Regions from separate parts of the Mus musculus genome. Here regions 2 and 3 are each linked to region 1. A link is a contact called in public HiChIP or PLAC-seq and promoter capture Hi-C data. All regions are on one chromosome and are shown on one strand. Each heading gives the region's core, a stretch centred on a gene start, on an enhancer-like site or on the middle of the called end of the contact. The rest is flanking DNA. Distances are from core to core; before and after follow the strand shown. Region 1 holds the start of Polr3gl (polymerase (RNA) III (DNA directed) polypeptide G like). Region 2 holds the start of BC028528 (cDNA sequence BC028528). Region 3 holds the start of Acp6 (acid phosphatase 6, lysophosphatidic).

The links. Promoter capture Hi-C pulls out the DNA fragments that hold promoters and counts their contacts. HiChIP or PLAC-seq counts read pairs in DNA pulled down with a chosen protein or histone mark.
Region 2: a contact with region 1 is called in a promoter capture Hi-C map of liver, with 4 times the contacts expected there. The contact joins the promoter of BC028528 here to the promoter of Polr3gl in region 1. A contact is called at or near these places in 3 of 39 promoter capture datasets (liver and pre-B cells) and 1 of 115 datasets of contacts at active chromatin or transcription factors (pancreatic cancer cells).
Region 3: a FOXA1 HiChIP or PLAC-seq map of pancreatic cancer cells shows a contact between it and region 1. The contact joins the promoter of Acp6 here to the promoter of Polr3gl in region 1. A contact is called at or near these places in 1 of 39 promoter capture datasets (liver) and 1 of 115 datasets of contacts at active chromatin or transcription factors (pancreatic cancer cells).

Annotation. Positions count from the first base shown.
Region 1 is chr3:96,592,510-96,596,692 of GRCm38.p6, reverse strand. Polr3gl (polymerase (RNA) III (DNA directed) polypeptide G like) reads left to right here and starts at 2,512. Exons shown (of 8, transcript NM_027241.4): 1 at 2,512-2,609. It overlaps Ankrd34a (ankyrin repeat domain 34A), which reads right to left and starts at 57. Exons shown (of 2, transcript NM_001024851.3): 1 at 1-57.
Region 2 is chr3:95,889,508-95,893,690 of GRCm38.p6, reverse strand. It overlaps BC028528 (cDNA sequence BC028528), which reads left to right and starts at 1,736. Exons shown (of 6, transcript NM_153513.4): 1 at 1,736-1,806; 2 at 3,882-3,968. The coding sequence starts at 1,761.
Region 3 is chr3:97,156,629-97,160,811 of GRCm38.p6, reverse strand. It overlaps Acp6 (acid phosphatase 6, lysophosphatidic), which reads right to left and starts at 2,035. Exons shown (of 10, transcript NM_019800.4): 1 at 1,447-2,035. The coding sequence starts at 1,644. n-TEctc12 (a tRNA gene) reads right to left here and starts at 2,727; the gene lies at 2,656-2,727.

The DNA of each region.
Region 1 (4,183 bases), core at 1,263-3,762:
ATTCCCTTGGTGTCAGTATCTGTGCCCCAGCGCTGAATCCTGGTCCCTCCTCCCGGTGCGCCCCGGGCACAGCGCCGGCTCCGGAGGAGAGAAGGGGGGCGGAGCTCTTCTGTGCTATTTATAGCCCAGTCTCTGCGGGTGGGGGCGTCCGGCACCAAGCCGCTCCCCACCCCCATGCGCACACATATAAACCTATAAACCCCTAAGGGGGAAAAAAAGCACCTAGCGCCTCCAATCTTGACTTCCCATTCTTATCCCACCTCCCCAGCCCAAACAAACCTAAGCGCTCCTTAGGGGACTCTCCCACGACCCATTCAGGAACCATCCAGATTCTTCGTTGATCTTCAACAGATCTCCATGAGCTTCGGTATGCCAGACCTGACTGCCACACACGGCATATGGCACACTGTGCAGAGGGGTGTAGGGAGGCGGTTGGGATCTGCAGCGGCGTCCACAGAGCAGAGAGGCAGGAGATGTGGCTCCCTTCCCGTAGTTTAAATATCAGGGAAAGTATAGCCTGGAATCAGACAACAGTCTATCCCCGCTGCACCCCTCTCAAACATCACACACCATAGAGACACTTGGATCTCATTTCCCTTGGGTCCCATTAGGAATGTAAGGAAGGTGGTTTTCCCAGGGAATTTTTAGGGCAAGGGGCCGTCCCAAATTCCCTCTTTACAGTATTTTAAGGGGTGTGCATAGGAGGTAGAAAAAGGCAGAGTGGTGACCGGCCCCTGTTGCACAGATGTGTTCATTACATCTCTACTCCCTTAGACTCATTCTTCCCTCTTCCTTGAAGGTCCCTGCCTGAATCACTCATCTCTTCCTATCTGTTGCTCACTGCCTCTGCCTCTCCGTGCCACCTGCCCTGTCTCCATGGTTACCAAGGCTTCCATCTGCATAGTTTAGGGATGAGTTTGTGTCCAGCTGGAAGGTACCAAGGAAAGTGGGGGCATCGGATGGGTATTAAGGGTTTGGAAAGCTCACCGAGGGTCTTAGAGGACTCAAATGGTGGACGCCACCAAGTACAGATACAAAAAGTCACGTTCCTGGGAAAGGAGGAGAAACAGCCGGAGGGAAATCACCCACTTTTATTAGCTATTGATGTGTGCCGAGAGATGTGCATACATACATCATCTCCAACCCTCACAACTCAATGAGGGGGGAACTATTGTCTTCCTGCAACAAATGATAATGAGGTTAAGCAAGTTCCCCCAAAGCGCTACAGCTATGTTTTTATACTATTCCAAAAACGGAGTATGTGTCATCCACATGCAACTTCCCAGTCTAGAGGCCATTTTCTCTGACCTCTGTCATATTCTTGTTGACTGACTCCTAGTTTTACATCCATCCTGAAGTATTTCCCTTTACTTCTACTCTGTAAAAAAAATGACTCTTTCTATTCTGCCCTCTTTCCTTGAAGGGGCTTGAAGGGCAGTGGAAAGTACAGAAAGAAAAAACCCACTGGGTTCCTGCCTTCTCTCCCCAATTACTGCTCTGGTCCCAAGCCCCCTTCTCTCCCTCACTTCTCAGACACCGCAACAATCCGCATTTGGGGCCTGAGCTTGGTAGCAGAGTCAAGAGTATCAAGAGTTCAAGGCCAGCCTAGACTGGGTAGCCAGACCCTGCCTTTAGAGAAAAAAAATCTTTTAAAGATTATTTATTAGTAGTGCTGGTGACTGAGGAAGAATAATAAAGAGGGTGTGTGTGGTATGTGTGTGTGTGTGTGTGTGGTGTGTGTGGTGTGTATGTGATGGCCTAAGCCAGAAGAGGGCGCGGGAGTCCGGTAGTTGGGAACCTCCTGGAGTGTTTCTCTGTGTGTGTGTGTGTGTGTGTGTGATGTGTGGTGTGTGTGTGTGTGTGTGTGTGTGTGTGTGTGTGTGTGTGATGTGTGGTGTGTGTGTGTGTGTGTGTGTGTGTGTGTGTGTGTGTGTGATGTGTGGTGTGTGTGTGTGTGATGTGTGGTGTGTGTGTGGTGTGTGTGTGGTGTGTGTGTGTGTGTGTGTGTGTGTGTGGTGTGTGTGTGTGTGTGGTGTGTGTGTGTGTGTGTGTGTGTGTGTGTGTGTGTGTGGTGTGTGTGTGTGTGTGTGTGTGTGTGGTGTGTGTGTGGTGTGTGTGTGTGTGTGTGTGTGTGTGTGTGTGTGTGTGTGTGTGTGTGATGGCCTAAGCCAGAAGAGGGCGCTGGAGTCCGGTAGTTGGGAACCTCCTGGAGTGTTTCTGGGAACTCCTGCAGGCACAGCTGTTAACAGATGAGCAGTCTGGTTTCTCTGACCCAGGGCTACATTTCCCAGCAGCGGTTCTCCTCTTCTGGCTCCGCCACGTGTCTGGATGAGCTCTGAGTAGCAGGACATCTTAGCCATCTAGTTCGGTCTGGGCATAAGAGGTGAATTCTGCAGCCCCAGGTCTCAGCGCGCCACTTCCCAAGCCTCAGTTCCGGTTAAGCTCGCTCCCTCCTCCTCCCCTCCTCGCCCGCCTCCGCTCTCGTCGATTGGCCAGGAAAACCCACCAATGGAGAGCTCGGGGAGGCGGGCCTAGAACGAGGGCTGGAAGAAGAAAAGCAAATTTCAAGTTGGCGGCTGCGTGGGCCCTGAGTGGGGGAGGGACGGCAGGTAAGGCTTCGACCTGGTGGCTCTGACCCGGTTTGGTTCGGTACTTCCCGAATTAGTCCCTCGGCGCCGACAGCGACGTAGATAACGCTTTCTGTCAGCCTGTTGGATCAGCCCCCTTCTAAATCCCTCCCCTTTTTCCCCGGGCTCTCACTGCTGTCTTGACTGTACGCCGGAGACAGCTTGCTGTCGCGCCTGGGGACAGATATTAAAGCAGGAGAGGAAGGTTCATTCTTGTAGCTCAGACTCTTCTATGGTACCAGCTTCTCCCGCACCCATTAACGTAACATTAGCCCCCTGTCAAGAGCCTGACAGATTCTTATTACCTATCAAGTCAACTGAACCGCTACCCTCTACCCACCACTTTCCTAGACCACCGTGAAGAATTTATTGATCCCCGACCTGACAAAGTCCGATTATCACTATTGGAATCTCTTTAATTTTTAAAATTACATTATTTGTGTGTGTGTGGGGGGGGTACGTACAAGCCATGGCTTACGCAAGGAGGTCAGAGGACAACTTGAGCTAGTCAGCCTGTTTCCTGGCCACTTGGCAACACGAGTATTTACCATCTCACGAGGCTGACTTTTTCCATCCCTCCCATGCTTTTATCGGCAGACTCTTGCTATGTAGCCCATACTGGCCTCCAGTTTGCATTCCCCCTGCCACAGTACCCCCGGTGTTAGGATTATATGTTCTCTTTCACTGTTTCTATTCTATGAACGGAAGGTTTGATGGGACAGATTGGGGTACTTAATACATTGTGTTCAGTAAGCGTTAATCGAGTGGAATTGATTTGTGGGAACCAGTGCTCTTGTCAAGGAGGACAAATTTAAACTCCTGATATAATTAGGGAACAATAAAAGACAACATTATATAATTAGGGGTCTTTGAACTGGTGGTTTATTGCATTAATGTTTTATAGTTATTCTCAGACCAGAGAAGGAAAACAACAAAAAGAACCAGAAGGGAGTCTTTGTGACTCACAGAGTCTGTAGACACATGTTCAAAAGACAGATATTTACTGAGAACCTACTACATAGCAGACACAGTGCTAGACAACCGGGATCACAATGAACCCTCTGATAACATCTATTCAATAAATTGTTATTTAGTATGTGGGAAAATATTTTCGAAACCAGTTCTTTCTATGCAGGGCAAACAGGCTGACCTCCAACTTATGACCCTCCTGCCTCACCCTTTCTGGGATAACAGGCTTGTACCACTGCACCCCAAATAAGCTTTTTTCTTTTAAATTGAGAAATGTGAGTCCGGTCTTACAAATGCTAAGCATTCATTCTGCCCCTGAACTACACCCCTAGCTCTGAAACAGCATCTTTAGGAAGAGAACTCACTAGCTCTTTTCAGGTCGGTCCACTCTTTCACTTTTTCCTTTGAATTTATTCAACTTAAACTTACTTATTATTAGTGGGCCTGGGTGGAGTGTGTACCATGGTGCATATGTGGAGGTCAGGCTGGCCCCAAACTCACCATGGAACCAAAGATGAATTGAAATTTCTGAATGACAGGCTTGGCCCAAGGCTTTCTGCTAAGCGAGTGTGTTGTTGCTGTTGTTG
Region 2 (4,183 bases), core at 487-2,986, 700 kb after region 1:
CACCCTACCTATTACTAGAGGAGCTTTGTCGGAGGAAGATCCTGTTTGACTCTAGAGACAAATAAAAAAGAGCACAGGATAGAGGTTGTGGGAAGATAGGGACGGACATTGTTCTTAAGTTGAATTAGAGGAAATGACCCAGAGAAGCATCCTGAGGGATCAAAGTTAGGCTTAAAAGTTGGAACTCTTTGGGCAGCCTGGTATAGGAATTACGTCTTAAATGAAGCCTCCACTTGTATTCTGTAATGACAGAATGAGAAAAGCAGGAGGAGCCGGGAGAGAAATATTAGGAAAATGTTTGGAAGGAATCGTGGAGTCACAAAGCAACTAGAGCAATGGGACTGAGAGGAAATTACACCCATCCCCTCCACCCCCGCCCCACGCCGAGCTGCTTGGTTCCTTTGATGTCATACTTCCTTTATTTATAGTCTGGAAAATAAACTTGAGTGGTGTCTTTTCCTCAGGCTGGGGAGAGAGATTTCATATTATCAGGAATCATCATTTGTATGAGGACGGGTTGGTCCTTAGGAGTCTGCAGAACAGAGGAATCCTATGATGGGATCTGAGCATTTTGATCATATATGAGAAAAATCGTTTTTTGAGGGTACATACAAAGCAACAACAAACTACAGAAAAATTTAAAAGATTACCGGGCTTCCTGGAGGTTTTTGCAAAAAGTCACTAGGAGGGGAATCAGTGGAGGTGGGGGGGTGGGGGGGATGGGAGGGTAGGGGGGGTGGAGGGTTGGGGGGGTCTGGCGGTCACTAGACACATTGTTCCCCAAGGTTAGGAGGATGGGAACATCTTGGCCAGTGTTCAGGATTCCATGTGTGTTCAACAGGCTGAGTCTGGGCCACTCTTCTCTGTGAGCTGTTAGCAGCTGTGGGGAACAATCTGTGCATGATGAGCCCACAGCCACTTGCACGGTGTTCAAGGACTCATTTTAGATGCTTAGCAAGTATTTACTAGGTATGTGAGGCTTGTGGAGCTTTTCTTTTGTTCTAATAGCTATTTTTATGTGTGTGGGAGGGGGTTGTGTCATGTATATCTGTGCAACATGTATGTGCTCGGTGCTCTTGGAGGCCAGATGAGCACATCAGAACCCTCGGGACTGCGGCTACAGATGATTGTGATCCACCATGTGGTGCAAGGACATAGCCAGGGCTACCTGTGAGGGAGTGGAGAAGAGCAGGGGCTGGAGAAAGGGAAGGAGCCCAGGGAAAATAGACAAATGCAAGAACAATGGATATAGGGAGTACAGTTGTTATAGGAAGGATGCACAGCTGGCAGGGGAGGGGATGGGGAGGGGAGGGGATGCACAGCCGGCGGGGGCTGATAAACATGATAAAAAAGATCATGTTTCCCTCAGAGTGGAGAGCAACCCTGCACAGCAATGGTAACTTAAGGCCTGCAAGAAGGAAGGTGGATTTTGGGGAGCATTGAGAGGGAGGAAGCATAGGAGGGGAGAGGAGAGGGTGAACTTTGGTCCCAGCAGTGGGAGTCCTGAGCGGACCTAATCCAGGGCTAGGGGCTCTCCAGGAATAACAAGTTAGCATCCAACAAGGGGGTTAAGGGGGTTGGCTCTAGGTCCAGCAGCTATGTAAAGATCTACGGAGCGAGTAGGCGGAGAGTTCTGTCCCCTGGGAGAAGAATCACTCCAGTGCCCTCCCAGCTTCACAGCAGCAGGGGAGGCGGGGTAAGTGTGGTGGGAAACAGCAATTTCCTCTTTTAACTTACACAGTGATAGTGCAAAACCCAGAATGGATGTCCTCTTTATAGCCCTCCTTGTTGCACCACTCATCCTGGGTAAGTCTCCTTCTGACCCTGGCCTTTTGTGCCAGGTCTTTTGCTATAAATGGGATGAGAGAAAAGGAAACAGAGAGCAGTACGTCGGGCATTTCAGCGGGGAGCTGTACTGCTTTTCTCAGCTGTTGGAGTCCAGGGTTGGGGGCAGAGCAGGGATCTGGAAGGTGGAGCCAGGAAACCAAAGGCAAAGCAAAGCGAAGTCTTGTCAAATAAGACACAGGCCGGTGGAGGATGGGACTCTAAAGAGAGTTCCTTCGGCAAGACTGAACTCAGATTTCTGTTCCTGTCACCACAGAGCTGAGCAGGAGAGTGAGGAGCCATAAAGGAAAGAAGTGGGCGCTTGGAAGTCAAGGGAGCAACATCAGTGAGCGAAGCCAGAGGCTCTCCTTTCCACAAAGCACAAGGAAACAAACAAACCTCCTATTAGCAAAGACATAGGTGCGAGAGCCAAGCTGGATGGCACATGCCCAGCGCTTGAGACATAGAGGGGAAAGGGTCAGAAATTCAAGGTCATCCTTGACTACTTAGTGAGTTCCTGACTAGTCCCAGGTGAATAAGAAGCCCTCAGCTGGGTGTGGTGGCTCACGCCTTTAGTCCTAGCACTCTGGAGGCAGAGGCAGGCAGAGCTTTGAGTATGAGGCCATCCTGGTCTACAAATCCAGTTCCAGGACAGCCAGGACTATACAGAGAAAGCCCTGCCTCAAAAACAAATAAATAAATAACAAACAAACAATTACCCCTGTACCAAAAAACAAAACCAAGCTTGGTGTGGTGGCTCGCTCCTTTAATCCCAGCATTCCTGAGGCAGAAACAGAAAGGTCTCTGTGAATTCTAGGCTAGTTTGGTTTACTTGGTGGTTTCTACATTGGTTACAGATACATAGCAAACAATGTCTTTTAAAAAATAAAAGAAGCCTGGCATGGTGGCACACCCCTTTAATCCCGGCACTTGGGAGACAGAGGCAGGCGGATTTCTGAGTTCGAGGCCAGCCTGGTCTACAGAGTGATTCAAACAAAAAGAAAAAAAAAAGAAGAGAAAAGCCAGTATAGGTTGGCTTAGGCCAGTAGAAAACTGGCTGCCTTCAGGGACACGATCCCAAGAGTAGTTTGGCTCCTTCCCCTCTTTGTTCTCAGCCAGGTGTGTCACTGTTTTCCTTTCCTTTCAATCCTGTGTCCTTAGTTTGGGGTTGGAGGGATGTGTTTAGCAGAAGGCCTAGAATTCTGGATTCAGTAAGCAAAGCCACACAGTGTTAGTTTTGGAAGGGGAGAGACGCTACGATGGGTCATCTGGTCCAGCTGACTTATTTTTAAGGAAGGTGATACGAGCCCAGCTGTGGTGCTGCATGCCTTTAATGCCGGCATTTGGCAGGCAAAGGCAGAAGCAGGTTTCTGTGAGCTGGAGGCCAGCCTGATCTATACAGTGAATTTCAGGACAGCCAGGGCTACATAGAGAGACCCTGTCTCAAAAGGGGTTGGGGGGTGTGAAGCAGACTTATGAAAAGTTCTGCTTAGCTAGCAGTGGAGCTGGAAGTAAAACCAAATCTAAAACATTGAGTGTCTTTTATGAGGAAAATTTGGGAACATATAGAATGTATATAGCTTTTCTAAATTTTTTTGGGCTCTGTCTTCCACTTTTTTTGTTGTTTGTTTTTTGTTTTGTTTTGTTTTTGTTTTTTGAGACAGGGGTTCTCTGTGTCCTGGAACTCACTTTGTAGACCAGACTGGCCTCAAACTCAGAAATCTGCCTGCCTCTGCCTCCCAAGTGCTGGGATTAAAGGCATGCGCCACCACCGCCCGGCTGTCTTCCACTTTTAAAGGCTTTACATATATCTCCCTTGGGGCTTAGAGGATGTGAAAGAATCTGCTTTCTGTCCTGGGAGTTCTGCACTGAAAACAGAATACTGTCCTCACCGCAGCTAGATGCCAGGAAACTTGGGCCAACATAGATGTACAGAGGCAGGGAGAGACCTCTGGAGAGGAAGCAGAAAGAAGCTGGGAGAGCTCTGTGATCAACAACATGTGTGCTGTTGCTAAGGGGTTCCAGATGCTCTGACCTGTAACTCTTGTGCCTTGCAGGACAGGAATACGACCATGAAGAGCAGCTGGAAGAGGGTGATTACTATCAAGTGGCATATTATTATTACACAGTGACCCCTAATTATGGTGCGTATGTGAAAGGCTCTGATTCTTAGTGGGGTAGATTTGGGGACCACTTAGTTCCAAGATTGTCCTTCATTTTGCAAAAGAACAATAACAAAACTTTCAAGACTCTTGGTATTATTTCTTAGGCTCATGATTAAAAAAAAAAAAAAAGTAAGAATTTTATGTTTATGAGCATTTTACCTGCATGTATGTCTGTGTACCTCATGTATACCTGG
Region 3 (4,183 bases), core at 786-3,285, 560 kb before region 1:
ACGTACACACACACTCCCTGGAAGGATTTAAACCTTTTTTTTTTTTTTTTTTTTCCAATTCAAAGAGGCAGGAGTAATGTAATGAATATCTTCCCAGTAATGAACTGAGTGGGGTTGGTTTTCTTCCCAGTCCCCTCAACAAAGAATGGGGATAATTTGTCAGTGAAGCCAGTCCTATACTGGAATCCACCAGTTCTATACTGGAATCCACCAGTTCTATACTGGAATCCACCAGTTCTATACTGGAATCCACCAGTACAGGCTGGTATTGATAGGTATTTGCACTGTCTATATACACTGGGTCTAGATCCAGACAAACTTTTATTCTCTGCTATTACTGCTAACTTTGTCTAAAACATAAATATATCTCTCTAACACTCTTTAATAAGAATAGAGAGAGAGGAGGGGTGCAAAGAGGTGGGCATGTGTAGACAAAATGATAAGACAACCTGAGAGATCTAATGTTAAAGGCGTAGAGTGGGTTGCAGTGCCAGACAGAAAGTAGTACAGCCATAGGAACAGGCTAACTGGAGACCTGGTAAACAAACACCTGCTAAAAGATATTTATTTATGTGAGAGCTGCCCTGGTTGCTTGGCTTTTTCATGTGTAACCCTCTTTAAAGACCAGATCTTGGGTTGAAACTATAACTCACAGCCCTTCAGGAAAACAGAAATGACCATTAAGAGTATTTGCAACTGAACAAATACAGACTCCATGGGTAAATTCAACCCGGGGTGTTAGGGACTTCTGGTGCCCTTTTCTTGTATACTGTTAGGGGTTATTTTTTAAACAAAAAGCTAATTATTTGTGCTTTAATCATAATTATCCTGACTTATAGCCACAAAATTAGTTAATTAACTTTCCCTCCTTCTTACCACAAATCCTTTCCAGATTTCTAAACCTGACCTTAAAGAACCCCAAGATACAGTCCTTGTCCGCAATAAGACTTCACAAGATCTCAAATGGTCTCTGGCAAGCCCACAAGAAAAATCTGTATTAAGATCTGGTTCCAAAGGTGCCAGCTTGCTCTGTACTGCGGAAGCACTAAAGGTATCTCCTGGTACAATGATCTCTGTTATTAACAACCAGGCACTTACAAGGTCCTTGAACTCAAGTTCAACCACAGAACTACGAAACGTGACCCAACTCCACATCCGCAGAATCAGAATCTGCATTTAAATAAGAACCCCCGCCTGGGACATTCTTATGCATCTTTGAAAAGTTTCACTACACCAAGCAACTGAAAGTTTGGGGGGCAGGGGCTGCCCTAGCCAGGAAGGCTTACACACCACACCGGTGGTTTGGGATGAGCATGGGATGATGACTCCAGGCCACAGCCTGAGGGCCAGTCTACTGTTGTTTCCCTCTGGTCTGGACCCAGCCCGAGCCCCGACGGGGGACGCTAAAGTGTGTCCCCAAGAACCCCTCTGTGGGCCGCCTCTCACCTGCTCCTCCAGCGGGAGAGGCTTGAGCGGACTCCGTGCCCCGTGTCGAAACACCACCTGCACCATTTTCAGCTCCAGTAGGTTGCGGTCCACCGGACGCTGGCCATTAGGAGCCCGCTGCTCGGCCAGGGCCACCCGCCGCTGGTGGAAGCAGTAAGCCAGCGAGGTCAGGACACCCACGGGGACCCACACGCGCATGATGGAGGCTGTGGAAGCTGAGGGCTCCGCAGGCAACGCGGCTCAGCAGCTACTCAGAAGTTCGCGGGAACTGGAGGGCAAGTGCATCCAAGCTCTCAGAACAAGCGACTCTAGCGGGGCGACCCAGCGACAGTCAGGCCGGAGGTGGAGAGAAAGGGGTGGGAGCAGAAAGATTGTCTAGTAGTTTAAGCCTAGCGTCTGCCGGCCGCCCCTACTGCATGCAGGCTCAGTCAGGGCAGTTACTTGGACCTGAAACTTGCACTTCAAACCGTGTGAAGGGGAGGCCGCAAAAGCAGAAGTTCCTCGGACACCCGGGATTCGGGTCCACATTTTATAACCAAGCTCCCCACGCAATCTCCTGACCTCCCACGGACCTGCTCCAATTAAGTCTGCGCACAGGAGCACGGGAAAGTGAGTCCTGAGACTTCGTCCGATCTGGAAACTCAGACCCGTAAAAACTACAACTTCCACAATGCTATGCGCGGCCGAGGTCCCCAGGGAGGGCAGTTCCGTCGGCCCCCCGCCATGCTTAAGGTCCCGCCCCCCCCCCCCACGCCTCCCACGTTCCACTCCCAGTCCCGCCAGTCTTCAATTTAAGGCTGCCAAGAAGCCCCGGGTAATTAAGGGATTTCGTCTGTTTTTTTTTTTTTTTCCCTTGAGGCTTTGCCTGGGGTGAGTAGGGAGGAAATGAGGGTAAGGGGAGGCAGTGTTAGGATTGGTGGGCAAGGGGAGTAGTTTGAATGTGGAAGAATTCCCTGAAGTCCCCAAAGCAAGATTACTAAAGTCAAGACCTGAAACATCTATCAGCTGAGTGCTTCCTATTTGTGAAATTCCCTTTCCCCATTTTGTTTAAGAAAATTGAGCTAGGGATGTAGTTCAGCGGTAGAGCACTCTCGGGGCATGCGCAAAGCATTAGAGCCAGCGGTTTTTTTGTTTTGTTTTTGTTTTTTGTTTTTTCTCGAGTGATTATTAAGTACTTTTTTTAGAAAATTGTGAGAGAAAAAACAGTATTTCCCTGACCGGGAATCGAACCCGGGCCGCGGCGGTGAGAGCGCCGAATCCTAACCACTAGACCACCAGGGAAGTTAGGAGACAGAGGCTTGAGAGGGAAGATAGTAGACCTGGATTGGAGCCACCAAAGAGTGTCAGGAGAGGCCTGGAGGAATGGCGGTAGTGTTGTCAACATCTGAAGGCATTCTCCTAATCTTTTAACTGCGGAACAGTATCGTGGGCTTCAACTTCGAAATGAATTTCAAAGCAAACCAGTAAAAAATAGACTTGAAGTCTGTTTGGAATGGAAAGAAAAGCAACAGGAAAAAAAAAAAAAAAAGAAAAAAAAAAAAGAACATAACACACCTTACATGGCTATGGGCTTCTCACAGAATAGTCTCAGTTTATTAGAAGCCATTTGTAACCGATTTTAGGCAAAAGAGCTATGACAGAGAGATGCTTAGTGAGAGAACAAGACACCTGTGGATGGGTCTGGGCTTCCCATAAGAGATTCACAGCAAAATGTCTTAGCAGTTACCAGATACATTCTTTTAGTGACTCTCAAGATACATCTTGGCCCTGCGTGGTGGTGCAGGCCTTTAATTTCAGCATTCAGGAAGCAGAGGCAGGCATATCTTTGTGAGTTCAAGGCTAACCTGCTCTACAGTTGAGTTCCAGGATATCCAAGGCTACACAGAGAAGCCATGTCTGGGGAAAAAGAGAGAGAGAGAGAGAGAGAGAGAGAAGCACACCCCACCCCACCTCCTTCACATCTGGAAGGGTTGCTACACTTCACCCTGACCCCTTCTGGTTTCTGGTGCAACTAGAGGACAACTTCAGGGAACCTCATCTAGATTAGAGTCTGCTAAGGTAAAACCAGGAGCCCCTGCGGTTTCTAGTGAGAGTCTCAGATTGTGGATTTACAGCCACAAGGGGAGAATGGCCTTCAGTAAAGGAATCCTTGCTTGATGACTAGTGAGAGTGGGGACCCCCTTGTCTTCTTGTGTCCCAATAGTTTTCCTTGCCCTATCCTAGCTCAGACCCACTCCTTCAACTAGGTCTTACCTCTTTAAGAGCCAGTCAAGGTCGTAGGTGAGAGAGAAACTTTGTGATAGAGTCACTGCCTCCCCACAAGAGACCCACTGTGGACACTGCTGCATTTGAGACTGAACCTTCAGTACATGAGTTTTTGGGTAAACACTTAAGATCCAAAATAAAACACAAGACAAACCGAGACCTTCAGGGGCCCTGGGAAATACGACATTGGAACCTGAGTAGTGCCTTGGAACTCCTCCAGCTGGGGAGGGTGGCCCTCAGACAGGTGAGGGAAAGCATAGTACAGTTTCAGTATAAACAGATCCTAGTATTGGAGCAGCTTCAGCCTCTTTGGCTTTCTTAGCACGCTGGAGAGCCTTCAAGGCAATGGAAGGTTGGTATCTGGCTGCCCTACTTCCTGCTGTGGTGGACAAAGCAAGGCTGGTGCACACCCTGCTCCTCTGGCATCGTTGGCAATCACCGGGTGAGCATCATGAGTACCTTTGACCCAAGA